Linked DNA regions of Sus scrofa: region 2 is linked to region 1. A link is a contact called in public HiChIP or PLAC-seq data. All regions are on one chromosome and are shown on one strand. The core of a region is the stretch at or near the end of the contact, and the rest is flanking DNA. Distances in the headings are between cores, read along the strand shown.

Evidence for each region. HiChIP or PLAC-seq counts read pairs in DNA pulled down with a chosen protein or histone mark.
Region 2: a contact with region 1 is called in an H3K27ac HiChIP or PLAC-seq map of alveolar macrophages. The contact joins the promoter of DCK here to the enhancer-like site in region 1. A contact is called at or near these places in 5 of 47 Hi-C or Micro-C datasets (alveolar macrophages, brain, embryonic fibroblasts and 1 more) and 2 of 2 datasets of contacts at active chromatin or transcription factors (alveolar macrophages and skeletal muscle).

What each region holds. Positions count from the first base shown.
Region 1 is chr8:67,661,310-67,667,930 of Sscrofa11.1, forward strand. The region is part of intron 1 of MOB1B (MOB kinase activator 1B); the gene reads left to right. Among named protein-coding and RNA genes, the nearest start is that of MOB1B, 17 kb to the left of the region's middle. Within about 2 kb of position 2,487, at least 2 of the 83 cell types and tissues checked have an H3K27ac peak or open chromatin away from gene starts, as enhancers often do. A contact at or near this core is called in alveolar macrophages, where this site is marked.
Region 2 is chr8:67,702,165-67,709,021 of Sscrofa11.1, forward strand. DCK (deoxycytidine kinase) reads left to right here and starts at 4,497. Exons shown (of 7, transcript XM_003129074.5): 1 at 4,497-4,950. The coding sequence starts at 4,860. It overlaps MOB1B (MOB kinase activator 1B), which reads left to right. Exons shown (of 6, transcript XM_003129073.4): 6 at 1-68.

The DNA.
Region 1 (6,621 bases), core at 1,237-3,736:
CTACGTGTAGCCTTGGGGAATCACAAGATCCCAGAGTCTCAGCAGGTTCACTGAGCCAGGCCAGGGATTGAACCCGCCTCCTCACAGAGTCAACATTGTGTCCTTAACCTCCTGAGCTACAACTGGAACTCCCCACTGAGCATTTTTTTCATTTCTTTTTTTTTTTTTTTTTTGCTATTTCTTGGGCCGCTCCCACGGCATATGGAAGTTCCCAGGCTAGGGGTCCAATCGGAGCTGTAGCCACTGGCCTACGCCAGAGCCAGAGCAACGCGGGATCCGAGCTGCGTCTGCAACCTACACCGCAGCTCACGGCAACGCCGGATCGTTAACCCACTGAGCAAGGCAGGGACCGAACCCGCAACCTCATGGTTCCTAGTCGGATTCGTTAACCACTGCGCCACGACGGGAACTCCCCCACTGACATTTTTAAGTGTCATTTCCTGTATTGTGTATGGTCCTGCAGAACTGTGATATCATGTCCAGGCTGATTTCATAGCTAGTAAGTTACAGAGACAAGATCAGAAGCTGGATCTTTACTCCAGATTCTTTGCCTTTATGCCAGAGATCATAATAGGCACTGCAGATACAAAAATGAAGAGGAGGAGTTCCTGTCGTGGCGCAGTGGTTAACGAATCCGATTAGGAACCATGAGGTTTCGGGTTCAGTCCCTTGCCTTGCTCAGTGGGTTAACGATCCGGTGTTGCTGTGAGCTGTGGTGTAGGTTGCAGACTCGGCTCGGATCCCGCGTTGCTGTGGCTCTGGCGTAGGCTGGCAGCTACAGCTCCGATTGGACCCCTAGCCTGGGAACCTCCATATGTAGCGGGAGCGGCCCAAGAAATGGCAAAAAGACAAAAAAAAAAAAAAAAAAAAAAAAAAATGAAGAGGACACAGCCTCTCATTTTAAAGAGCTATCTTGAACGAGAACAAGCACAAATATGTTAAGTGTTATACAGGTACTTTAAGCTACAATGAGACACAAGAGAGAATGGAGAATTTTTAATGGAAGGTTAGGAAAAGTTTTTTTTTAATTAAAAAAAATTTTTTTTAATCTTTTTGCCTTTTCTAGGGCCACTCCCTCGGCATATGGAGGTTCCCAGGCTAGGGGTCTAATCGGAGCTGTAGCCACCGGCCTACGCCACGGTCACAGCAACGCCAGATCCGAGCCAGGTCTGCGACCTACACCACAGCTCATGGCAACACCAGATCTTTAACCCACTAAGCAAGGCCAGGGACCGAACCTGTAACCTCATGGTTCCTAGTCAGATTCATTAACCACTGAGCCATGACGAGAACTCCTAGGAAAAGTTTTTATAAAAGAAGTGGTGTTTAAGCTCCCTAGGTGTTTCTTGGTAGAAATACCAGTATATTTGGAATTACTGCAAAGTCAATTGCAGATTGATGCTCATTCTGAGCTCTGCACATGCAAATTTTTGGTTTCTAACAGTCCAGCACAGTAAATAAGATTCAGAAAATGCAGTTACTGCTGTTGCATGGAAATCACCTAGACATTCGACTGTAGGCACTTCCTAAAATCTCCTATGTACTGACTAGAATAATGAATTTAATGTTGGGCAAAGGAAACAGAAACCTATATACAACTCAGAAGCTCAGAGGGTGACCAGAGATGAATGATTAAACTTTTGTGCCTTCATCTATAGCTGAGATGATACTTCATGTTACTTCACAGATGTAGAAACTAATTGGCCTTTTCTTGTAAAGTGCTTTATTATTTTCTAAGGATTAGATTATAACATTTTATGGAGTATTACATAAATAGTGAATTGATCAACCCTTGACCTGTTCTTTTATGTAGTCATGGAGTTGCACTTTATAAAATTGAAGTGCTACGCGTATGCTGTAAATTGGGAAGTTACCCACTTGGTTTAATGTGCTAGTGCAGTGGTCTCTAATATGTATTAAAGAACAAGATGTTAACATGGGGAAGAAAAGTTTCCATGATTGAAGTTGTTTAGGAAATCTAAACTACAAACAATTTTCTTTATTACAGGATTTCTTATAACTTATAAAATACTCATTTTAATAATTTACCAGTGGATCTTTTGCACTGTGCTAAGCAGTGAGGATGCCAAGAGTATTGGTTACCTTCAGTCTGATCCTTCCTCAGAGCCTGAGCCAGAGCCTGTGTATGTACAGCTGCCTACCTAACTTATCCATTTGGATGTCTGATAGATATCCCAAGTTTATGTCCAGAATCCATCTCCCCAAATGTATCTCAATACATGACCTGTTTTCTTCCTGCTTGAGGCTGAAAATCATCTAGGAGTCTTCCTTGATTCTCTCTTCTTTACCACTCTGTACAAATCCTTAAATCCAAAGTGAGCCCTACTGAATCTACCTGCAAATGAGGGAATCTGGCCTCATCTTTCCATCCCCATCAGTCTAAGCCATTGTTCTCTCTTCTTTGTAGTAAATTCCCAACTGGCTTCTTTATTTCCACTTTTGCCTCTCCCATGGCAACCAGAATGACCTTTTATAGAACATTAAATGATGTCATGTTTTACTTCTGTTTTTTTAAAAAGAACTCCAATGGCTGCCCATTTACACTTAAAATGATAATCTAAATTCCATGCTCTGGCCTCTAAAATCTTAGCTAGTGTGGTCCTACAGGCCTTTCTGATTTCTTATACCATTGTTAGCATTATTCCTGATGTCCTAAAATACCTTTTTACTACTTTTCCTGAGAAAGTCACTTTTGTGCTGTTTTATCCTATAAGTTTTTTTTGTCTTTTTGCCATTTCTTGGGCTGCTCCCATGGCATATGGAGGTTCCCAGGCTAGGGGTCTAATCGGAGCTGTAGCCACCGGCCTACACCAGAGCCACAGCAACGTGGGATCCGAGCCTCGTCTGCATCCTACACCACAGCTCATGGCAACGCTGGATCCTTAACCCACTGAGCAAGGCCAGGGATCGAACCCGCAACCTCATGGTTCCTAGTCGGATTCGTTAACCACTGTGCCACGACGGGAACTCCTATCCTATAAGTTTTGAATGTTCTTCCCTCTTCCCCAGATTGTCATATGGCCAGTTCCTTCTTCTCAGCTTTCTGGGTCTTGGGAAGGCCTTCTGTAAACACCTAATCTAATATAGTGCCTTGTCATATCACATTATTTGTCACATCATTCTGTTATTTTCACCATAGCACTTGCCACTGCCCAGCAGTGTTTTGTTGGTTTCGTGTTTTGTTCCCCCTCTCCCCACCATTAGAGTAGGGATCTTGTCTCTTATTTGGTGCTGTGTCCCAGGGCGGTGCTTAGAACAGCTAATTAGAATATAGTAGGTGGTCAGAATATGCTAGTCAGATGAAAGAATGCAAGAGTGAATAAATGGATGAAAGAAACTGACTTATTGAGGTGGGGAGGGACTTTATTGGGAAGTACTTATTTAATTTTTTTGGCCATGCCTGCCACATGTGGAAGTTCCTGAGCAAGGATGAAACCTGCACCACAGCAGCAACCCAACGCCAGATCCTTAACCCGCTGTGCTACAAGAGAACTCCACCTTATTTTTTTAATAGTAAAGATTTTTCTTTAAACATTTAAAAAATTGAACTGTAATTCACATACTATGAAATTCATCCTTGAAGGTGTGCAATTCAGTGGATTTGGTATAATATTCATAAAGGTGTGCAACCATCACAGGCTCTGATTCCAGGACATTTTCATCACCCCTAAGAGAAACTTTGTATCATTAGTAGTCTCCTTCAATTTCTCCTGGCAACCACTAGTGTACTTTCTCTTTCAGTGGATTTTTCTGTTCTGGACAGTTCATGTAAATGGAATCATATGGAGTTCCTGCTGTGGTGCAACAGGATCGGCAGTGTCTTGGGAGCTCTGGGATGCAGGTTTGATCTCCGACCCTGCACAGTGGGTTAAGGATCTGGCATTGCCGCAGCTGCGGTTTTAGTTGCAACTATGGCTCAGATCTGATCCTTGGCCCATGAATTTTGTATGCATCGGGGCAGCCTAAAAAACGAAAAATAAAACAAAACAATAAATGAAATCATGAAATATGTGACACTACATATTTTGTTTCTGAGTTTTTTCACTTAGCATAATAATATCGTAGAGATTTACCCATGTTAAAGTACTTCTTTATGGCCAAATGATATTCCATTGTATGGATATACCAAATTTTATTTATCAACACATCAATTGATGGACTTCTGAGCTGCTTCCACTTTTTGTCTCATGACTAATGGTTGTGTGAACGTGAAAGACCAAGTTTTTGTGGACCTATGTGTCTGTTTTCTTGGGCGTATACCTAGTCATCTCTCTTCTCTTCCTCCAAACCCCAAGCGAGCACTGATTATCTTACTGCCTCTATAGCTTCTCCTGAGGCCTTGTACTTGAAATCACACACTGTGTAGCTTTGTCAGTCTGCCTTCTTTCACTTAGCAATATTCACATAAGGTGTCTTCATTTTTTTTTTTTTCTCTCTTTTTCTTTTGTCTTTCTGGCTTTTATAGGGCCGCTCCTGCGGCATATAGAGGTTCCCAGGCTAGGGGTTGAATCGGAGCTGTCGCCACCGGCCTACACCACAGCCATAGCAATGCGGGATCTGAGCCGAGTCTGCAACCTACACCACAGCTCACGGCAACGCTGGATCCTTAACCCACTGAGCAAGGCCAGGGATGGAACCCGCAACCTCATGGTTCCTAGTCGGATTTATTAACCATTGCACCATAACGGGAATTCCCTCGTGTTTTTTGTTTTATATTTTTTTGACTCCATAGTTCATTTCTTTTAAATCCCTGGACATAATATTCCATTTTATGGCTATATTACAGTTTGTCAGTTCACCTATTGAAGGGCATCTGGGTTGCTTCCACCTTTGGCACTTGTGATTGAAGTTTCTGTAAACATTCAGAGGCAGGCTTTTGGGTGGACATAGATTTTTCAGCTCAATTGGTTATATACCTGAGACTGGAATTGATGGATTGTATGGAAAGATTCTGTTGAATGTTGTAGCAAATTACCAGACTGTCTTCCACAGTGTCTGTGCCATTTTGCATCCCTGCCAGCAATGAATATTGCTCTGCATTCTCACCAGCTTTTGGTATTGTTGGTTTTTTGGATTGTGGTCCCTTTCATAGGTGGGTAGTGGTATCTCTTTGTTTAAATTGGTAATTTCCTGATGACAGATGATGTTGAGCATCTTTTCATATGTGTATTTGCCATCTGTATATCTTCTGTGGTGGGATTTGTCCATATCTTTTGCCCATTTCTTTGTTGGGTTGTTTTCTTATTGTTGAATTTTAAGAACCTTTTATATATTTTATAATAAGTCCTTTATCAGATATATGATTTGTGAATATTTTCTCCCAGTCTGTGGCTTACAGTGTCTTTCACAGAGCAGAATTTTTAATCTTAATAAATTGCTTATAGAGGAACCTCCTCCCCTGAAAGTGCTGAGCTTTATTTAGCCTAATGTTAAATACTTGCTGCCACTTGCCTGCTTCTCAGAAGAAGGCCTGCAGAGGAGGGCACTGGATTCACCTGCTCAAAGACTGAATCAAGGTCTTGTATGATTCCTAAAGAGTCTCAGGGTCCTTTCCCTCTCCTGCAGTCCAGATGCTGAGCCTGTAGCACAGTGGGAACCACTCTTACCTTCACTGAGTCTTCCAGTGGGCATGTTCTAGGCTAGGTTTTTTAAGACCTTCTCTGTCACTATATCTCATCAGTTTTTTTTTTCTTTTTTAGGGCCCTACTTGCAGCATGTGGAGGTTCCCAGGCTAGGGGTTGAATCAGAGCTTCGGCTGCTGGCCTGCGCCACAGCCACACCAGATCGGAGCCTTATCTGCAACCTACATCACAGCTCACGGCAACGCCAGATCCTTAACCCACTGAACAAGGCCAGGATCAAACCCCTTGTGGTTGCTAGTCTGATTCATTCCCGCTGCACCACAATGGGAACTCCCTCATCAATTTTTTTAATCTTATCAGATTTTTTCAATTTCTGATCTGCTTTTGGCCTTCTTTCTTGCTTTCCAGCAACATTAAGAGGTGTTTTTTGTTTGTTTGTTTGTTTGTTTTTTGGTCTTTTTGCCTTTACTAGGGCCACTTCCCTCCGCATATGAAGGTTCCCAGGCTAGGGGTCTAATCGGAGCTGTAGCCGCTGGTCTACACCAGAGCCATAGCAGTGCAGATCCAAGCCATGTCTGTGACCTACACCACTGCTCACGGCAACACCAGATCCTCAACCCACTGAGCAAGGCCAGGGATGGAACCCGCAACCTCATGGTTCCTAGTCGGATTCATTAACCACTGTGCCATGACAGGAACTCCCTTTTTTTTTTTTTTTTTTTTTCTTTTTAACTCTCCTGACATTAACAGTAACAGCAATAGAATCACCAATAATAATAGTGATTTTAGAAAGATGTAAGGCAGAAGTGTAAATAGAGATATGTTTGTTCTGAATCAAGATTACTTTTTGTTACTCATAACTTTTAGCCTTTAGCTTTATTATTTATATAATACATTCTACTTGATTTTGACAATTTCTAACTTTTGCTGGTGCATATATGCCTTTCGGAAAGTATGAGTGTGTTTGGCAACCTTTTGGGGGAAATTGTATTTTTCCTTAATGCAGTACTAACTATTC
Region 2 (6,857 bases), core at 3,247-5,746, 43 kb after region 1:
GGGTTTTTTTTAAAGGGAGAAACAATGTTTATTTAAAAAAATAATAAATAGTTTCATTTGGCCATGAATCCTGACTTTGTGTTACTGTTTATTTTTGCTATGGATATTCCCACACTGAACACACTCTGAGAATTATTAAGGTGTATGAACTATGTTGAACATTTAAAACTTGTTAGGTTGGAGTTCCTGTCATGGCTCAATGGTTAATGAATCTGACTAGGAGCCATGAGGTTGCCGGTTTGATCCCTGGCCTTGCTCAATGTGTTAAGGATCCGGCATTGCTATGAGCTGTGGTGTCGGTTGCAGATTAGCTCAGATCCTGCGTTGCTGCGGCTGTGGCGTAGGTCAGCAGCTACAGCTTGGATCAGACCCCTAGCCTGGGAATCTCCATGTGCCTCAAGTGCAGCCCTAGAAAAGACAAAAAAACAAAACGAAACAAAAAAACAAACAAAACCCCCAAAAAAACTTGTTAGGCATAATTTTTTTGATGTTCACAACAACCCTAGAAGTTAGTATTTCAGTGTCTTCCATACTAGAAAACTAAAGTTCAGAAATTGTGTAAGTCACTGATTAGGACTAGGATTTAAAAATCCAGATATTCTTGACCTTGGGAGTTCCCACTGTGGCACAGCAGGTTAAGGATCCAGCATTGCCACAGGTGTGGCATAGGTTGCAGCTGCAGCTAGGATTCCCTGGCCCAGGAACTTCCATATGCTGCAGGTATGGCAGAACAAAAATGCTTGACCTTGAAGCCAATGATTTTGTTTATTTTCTTTAAATATATTATTACCATGAGAACAGTTAGCAGAATAATTGTTTTTCCATCAAGCTAAGATTTTTTCTCGTATTTTGTCTTCATTATAGACTATTAAGGGGTATTAATAAACAGTATGAGATAATCTTCATTTTATCCAGACACCAAAGTTCCAAAAGGAAATATGTGTTTTAGAGTATTGTTAAAGTATCATTATTTAGAGGTATTTATGTTTAGAGGCATTTATGTTTGGACCATTAGGTCAAGAATATTTTGATGATAGTAGCTACAGTAGCCCAGTGTCACTTGTCAGTTACTGAGATAAAGACTAGGAGTAGAAAATGTTAGTCCATGCTGATGTGGACTATGTTTGTGTGCTTTAATAAAACACCTTGTTATACTGCATACATAGTATGTACAAAGCATCTACTGTGTGTAAAGAAAAATAAAAATTAACTATTTTGATAATTAGGTTCATTGGCCTCTAGTGTACTAAATTTAAATAGTTAATTATTACACAGTATTGTGTGGAATGATGCATTTTGGTAAGAGTTCTAAATAATTATTCCTTTAGGAGTTCCCATCATGGCTCAGTGGTTAACCAATCCAACTAGGAACCATGAGGTTGTTGGTTCGACCCCTGGCCTTGCTCAGTGGGTTAAGGATCCGGCATTGCCCTGAGCTGTGGGGTAGGTCGCAGATGTGGCTCGGGTCCTGCATTGCTGCGGTTGTGGCATAGGCCAGTGGCTACAGCTCCGATTAGACCCCTAGCCTGGGAATCTCCATGTGCCTCAAGTGCAGCCCTAGAAAGACAAGTAAAAAAAAAAAAAAAAAGACAACCCCCAAAAAAACAAAAAAAACCTAAATATTATTCCTTTAATTCTTCTTCTTTTTCTTTTTTTTTTTTTGTCTTTTTGCCATTTCTTGGGCTACTCCTGCGGCATATGGAGGTTCCCAGGCTAGGGTTCGAATCGGAGCCATAGGCGCTGGACTACACCACAGCCACAGCAACCCCAGATCCAAGCCATGTCTGCAACCTACACCACAGCTCACGGCAATGCCAGATCCTTAACCCACTGAGTGAGGCCTGGGATCGAACCTGAAACCTCATGGTTCCCAGTTGGGTTCATTTCTGCTGCACTGCAATGGAAACTCCTAGACCAATACTTTTTAATGTAAAATCAGTTAAACCAGAGGTTTCAAACTGAGGTTAATAGTCTGTCCCAATTAATGTGAACACTTTAATGCCCCACTGCAAAATATTAGTGTATTTGACTTAGCACTTCTGCAGGAGGATAAAGAATGGTTATGTATATATATAGCATATGCTAGTATGTGACCTAAATTTTTTAAAATTCGGAAACAGTTGACTACATGGGTTTTAGATAGGGCATTGGGGACAAAAATCAGGGAGGTGATTTTGAATGTGCTTTTCTCTTGTCTCTTCCTTGTGTTATCCACTGGTTATGTAGGAAAATGGGAAATTGACCTGAACTTGATGTTAAATGAGTTAGGTTCCTTGTTTCCACATTTACTTCATTTGTATTTTTGAGGTACACTCTTTAAGCTCGGAGGAACTCAAGTCCTCACAGCAGAAACTGGCAGAACTGGAATTCGAAACCAGTCTTTAAATTTCCAGTGCTTAAACTCTTAATCACTGTACAAGTACTTTTTTTGTGGTTTTTGTTTTTGTTGGGTTTTTTGGGGGGAGGGGGAACCATATTCAGAGATTTGTGCTTCTCAACCTCAAACATCAGATCCATATGGGATTTATTCAGTTCCACTTTCTTCCTATTTGAAGGTCTCTGGGACCCCGCCTTATTTATCTCAGGGTTTTTTCCCTCAAGCTGGGATGTAGAATATAACACCCAGTAGCTTCTCTGGCTTCCTTGCCATACAAATGACTATTCAGGCCTTTTTCATTTTAAGAATCCTGCTATTAAGCACTATAGGGATAAACAAAGGCAATATACATAAATAATAGCATAACAACACAATATTGGAAAGTTACAAAAAATGATTTTTGCTGTTTTCATCCTCGAGTCACATTTTGATTTCTGCCCTTTATTTCAGAACAGCTTCATTTATCTTCCTTGTTGTGATTCCACCTTTAGATTCATTTCAGATCTGATTGACAGTTGTAAGGTAGAAAAGAGTAACAGGGCCTTTGGTTTCTGTAGACAATTTGAACTTGGGCACTTCCAGCCCGGGCAGTGACCTGTTTACTAGGTCTTTACCATGACTGAAAATGAATTCCTCTGGGTGTGTCTGCATTTGTCCCCAATTAGATGAGTCATCCAGCAGAGGACATGGCATATAAGGAAGCACTCAAATATTCAACATACATTTGTTAACCACCAGGTGTAGGGCAAGCAAAGTTAATTAGTTTTATAGTATGCTGAAAAGAAACCTACTCAGTGTGGTGACTTATTCTCATCACTGTAGGAGTGTAGAATTTTTTTCCTCTCAGGCTCTTTGGCTGACCTAATCATTGATGTAAGACAGATTAATAGCAGAAAAGCATTTAATTACATATAAAGTCCCCTTAAAAATATGAGAATCAATGAAATGACCAAAGCGGGAAGCTTTTATACCTTTTAGACAAATAATAAATTTGTGAAGAAGCCACAAGAGGAAGGGTTTGGGCCAGTTGTAGTAAATTGATGAAACAGTAACAAGGTTTATTTATCCAGCCTTCTCTGCCCTGAATTCCCAATCTCTGATAATAAGGATGCTTTCTACCCTCTTGGTACAGGGAGGGTACCTTTTACATGAGAGATTTATTTCCTGCTTTCAGGTAGGAACAAAGGGTCAGAGGTTCTTATTTAATCCAAAATAATATGCCAGAGTGGCATATTCAGGGTGGCATATTCCAACCCCTTCAACGCAAAGCGCCATCCATATCAGGATATGAGAGATCAGGAGGTGGCATCTGAAAACCTAACTTTCTATCCCATTTCCACTCACTGACTTGGAGACTTAACAGTAGCCCCTCAGTGCCTGGCTCCTCACTGATAAAGGAGCTCATGGTGAGATCTGTGGCACCTGATTGCTAGTTAATTCAAGAAAAACGCTGGAAATACCGTCTACACGCAAGAATGCAATTACATTCCCTGAGGGCTGGGGTGCCTAGCGCCATCTAGCCTGCGACAGTCCTCCTGGCTGAGAATTCCTGGGACTCCGTTTTTCTACTACTCATTGCTTCCCTCTGACAAGTTTAAAGTCCAGCTGACTCGGAGTTCCCATCATGGCTCAGTGTTAAAGAACCCGACTAGGAACCATGAGGTTGCGGGTTCCATCCGTGGCCTTGCTCAGCAGGTTAAGGATCTGGTGTTGCCATGAGCTGTGGTCTAGGTCGCAGACCTGGCTCGGATCTGGCGTTGCTGTGGCGTAGGCTGGCGGCTACAGCTCTGATTAGACTCCTGGAAACCTCCATATGACCCCAGAGCGGCCCTAGAAAAGGCAAAAAGACCAAAAAAAAAAAAAAAGACAAAAAAGCCCAACCAATTCGGTCCAGATGCTCTGAGTCCACAGGCCCCACAGGGGAGGGGAGTTCTCCGAAACCCAGCCCACTCCAGGTGACTAGCGAAGGTGACGAGCGAAGGAGACGCCCCCTGCCCCTGGGCGCCCTTCGACCTTGGGTGCCCGCGCCGGTTCCCAGCCAATTCCGGGAACGCCCCTCCGCCCCAGCTTGCTGGGAAAAGGCGCGCCGGCGCGCGCGCGGTCCCGCCCCCCGCTCAGCTCCCGCGGCCCCGTCCCCAGTTCCCGCGTGACCCGACGTGCCGGGCGCGCACGTAGGGGCCCCCCGCCCCAGCCGAAGGGGGCGAAGGCCGAGGGGCCGAGGCGGGATCTCGGGTTTGAGAGAAAGCGGGGGCGTGGCTTCCTCGCTGGGTGGGCGGCCACTCTGCAGCCCCGCCCCCGTCGGCAGCTGACTCCGCGCGCCAAAATCAAACCCGCGGGCCCGCCGTCCGGAGAACCTGCAAGGGGTGAGGGTTCCGCGTGCGGGTCCACACGAGCTCCGCGGTAGCGTGAGCCCCGGCGCGCGCAGTCTGCGGCACCTCCCAGCCCCCTTGCCCAACGCCCTCGGGGCCGCCACGGGCGAGGCATGGCCACCCCCCCCAAGAGGAGCTGCCCGTCTTCCCCAGCCAGCTCAGAGGGGAACCGCATCAAGAAAATTTCCATTGAAGGGAACATCGGTAAGGAGCCTCGGGAAATGTTGGTCCAAAAGCGGGGGTAGTCACGGCGGCGACGGCTGCTGAAGCACGCCCTCGCCGCGTCGCTTCTGTGGGGGCTTTCCGCCCTGCCTAGTGCTGTGTGTGGATGCGGACGCGCCTTCAGGCTTGTGCCTCCGAAAGCATCCTTCTCTGCCTTCCCCAGCTTCCCTCCCGGCCGGGGGTGGCAGCTCTGCGCGTTAGGCCCCAGGCCCGCGAGCCCTAGGAAGCGCGCCTCGGGTTCTTTTCATCCTCTTTGTTGGGACCGCGCACAAGGAAGGGTTTTTGGTTTTGTTTCTGTTTTATTTTTATTTATTTATTTTTAGGATGCGTGTTTGTGTCAGTTCTTGAGGTGTAGTTTACATAGGTTAAATTGTCCCTTTTTAGGCATACTTCTTACTCTATGAGGTTTTTTTTGTTTTTTGTCTTTTTGCTATTTCTTTGGGCCGCTTCCGTGGCATAAGGAGGTTCCCAGGCTAGGGGTCGAATCGGAGCTGCAGCCACCAGCCTACGCCAGAGCCACAGCAACGCGGGATCCGAGCCGCGTCTGCAACCTATACCACAGCTCACTGCAACGCCGGATCATTAACTCACTGAGCAAGGGCAGGGACCGAACCCACAACGTCATGGTTCCTAGTCGGATTCGTTCACTACTGCGCCACGACGGGAACTCCCCCTCTATGAGGTTTGACAATGTTTTACTACCACCACCAAGATTGAGTCAGAACGTTTCCATCACTGCACAAAGTCCTTCTTGCTCTTTTGTCGTCAGCCCCCTCTCCGTTCCTACCCCCTGGCAAGCACTGATCTGATTTCTATTCCTGTCAAGTTTTGCCTTTTCCAGAATGTCATATAAATGAAATCTAAGCATGTAGCCTTTGGTGTCTTGCTTCTCAAATTTAGCGAAATGTTTTTAGATTTATTCATGTCACTTGTACCTGTGGTTTGTTCTTTTTTGTTGCTGAGTGGTATATCCATTGCATGGATATACTACAGTTTATTTCTTCCTAGTTGTGGACTTTTGGATTGTTTCCAATAATTAGATTATGAATAAAACTGCTGTGAACATTCAGGTACAAGGCAAGAGGTTTTGTCATTTTGTAAGACACATGAACTCTCGATTCCTCTCTATTTCCTACCACAGTAAACCTGTGCCTGATACTTCCTGTTTTGATAGGATTTTTTTTGGTCCCAAGTTAGGTACTGGCCATTCATGCATATAGGGGATGTTTTTAAACTCTTACCACCTTCAAAACACTGTAGTTCTCGAAAAAGGCAATGCAAAGTTGCTTTAGCAGCATTCCGAGGCATGGAAAAAGCTGTACACACTCTGGAAGAGGATATCTTGTTTCACTGCTCCAGTGTTAAGGAGCTGGTGGGAAAGATACATGTGATAGACTCTCACATCCTCTTAGCTGGATAAGTTCTTTGAAGGTGAATGTTTACTAGTATGATTCATCAAAGTACTTATTGGAAATAGAAGACCATATATAAAGACAGGAGAAAGTAGTTGAAAAAAGCCATTTCAAAAGTAAATTGGAATGAACAACCTCTCAGATCTATACCACAATGAATTAATCACTTCCCTTTCCTAAATCCGGTCAAACAACATATGATATCTAGGCATTTACTTCCTTCTAAACATCTTTAATCTTCTCAGCACCTGAAATAATTTCCTAATATGTCCCCATCTCCAGTTTCTCTAAATTCTTCCAGAGCCGTCTTTCTATATATAGACATGATTGTTTTGTCCCCTGCTTGAAATTTTCTTACCTCCCCATTACCTATGCTGAAAGGAGTTGCAAACTAATGGCCTGCATTTATACAATATCAGCCTGACCAGATTTGAAAACTATTTTTTAATTAATTACTGGTATTTAAAAATGTTGAGA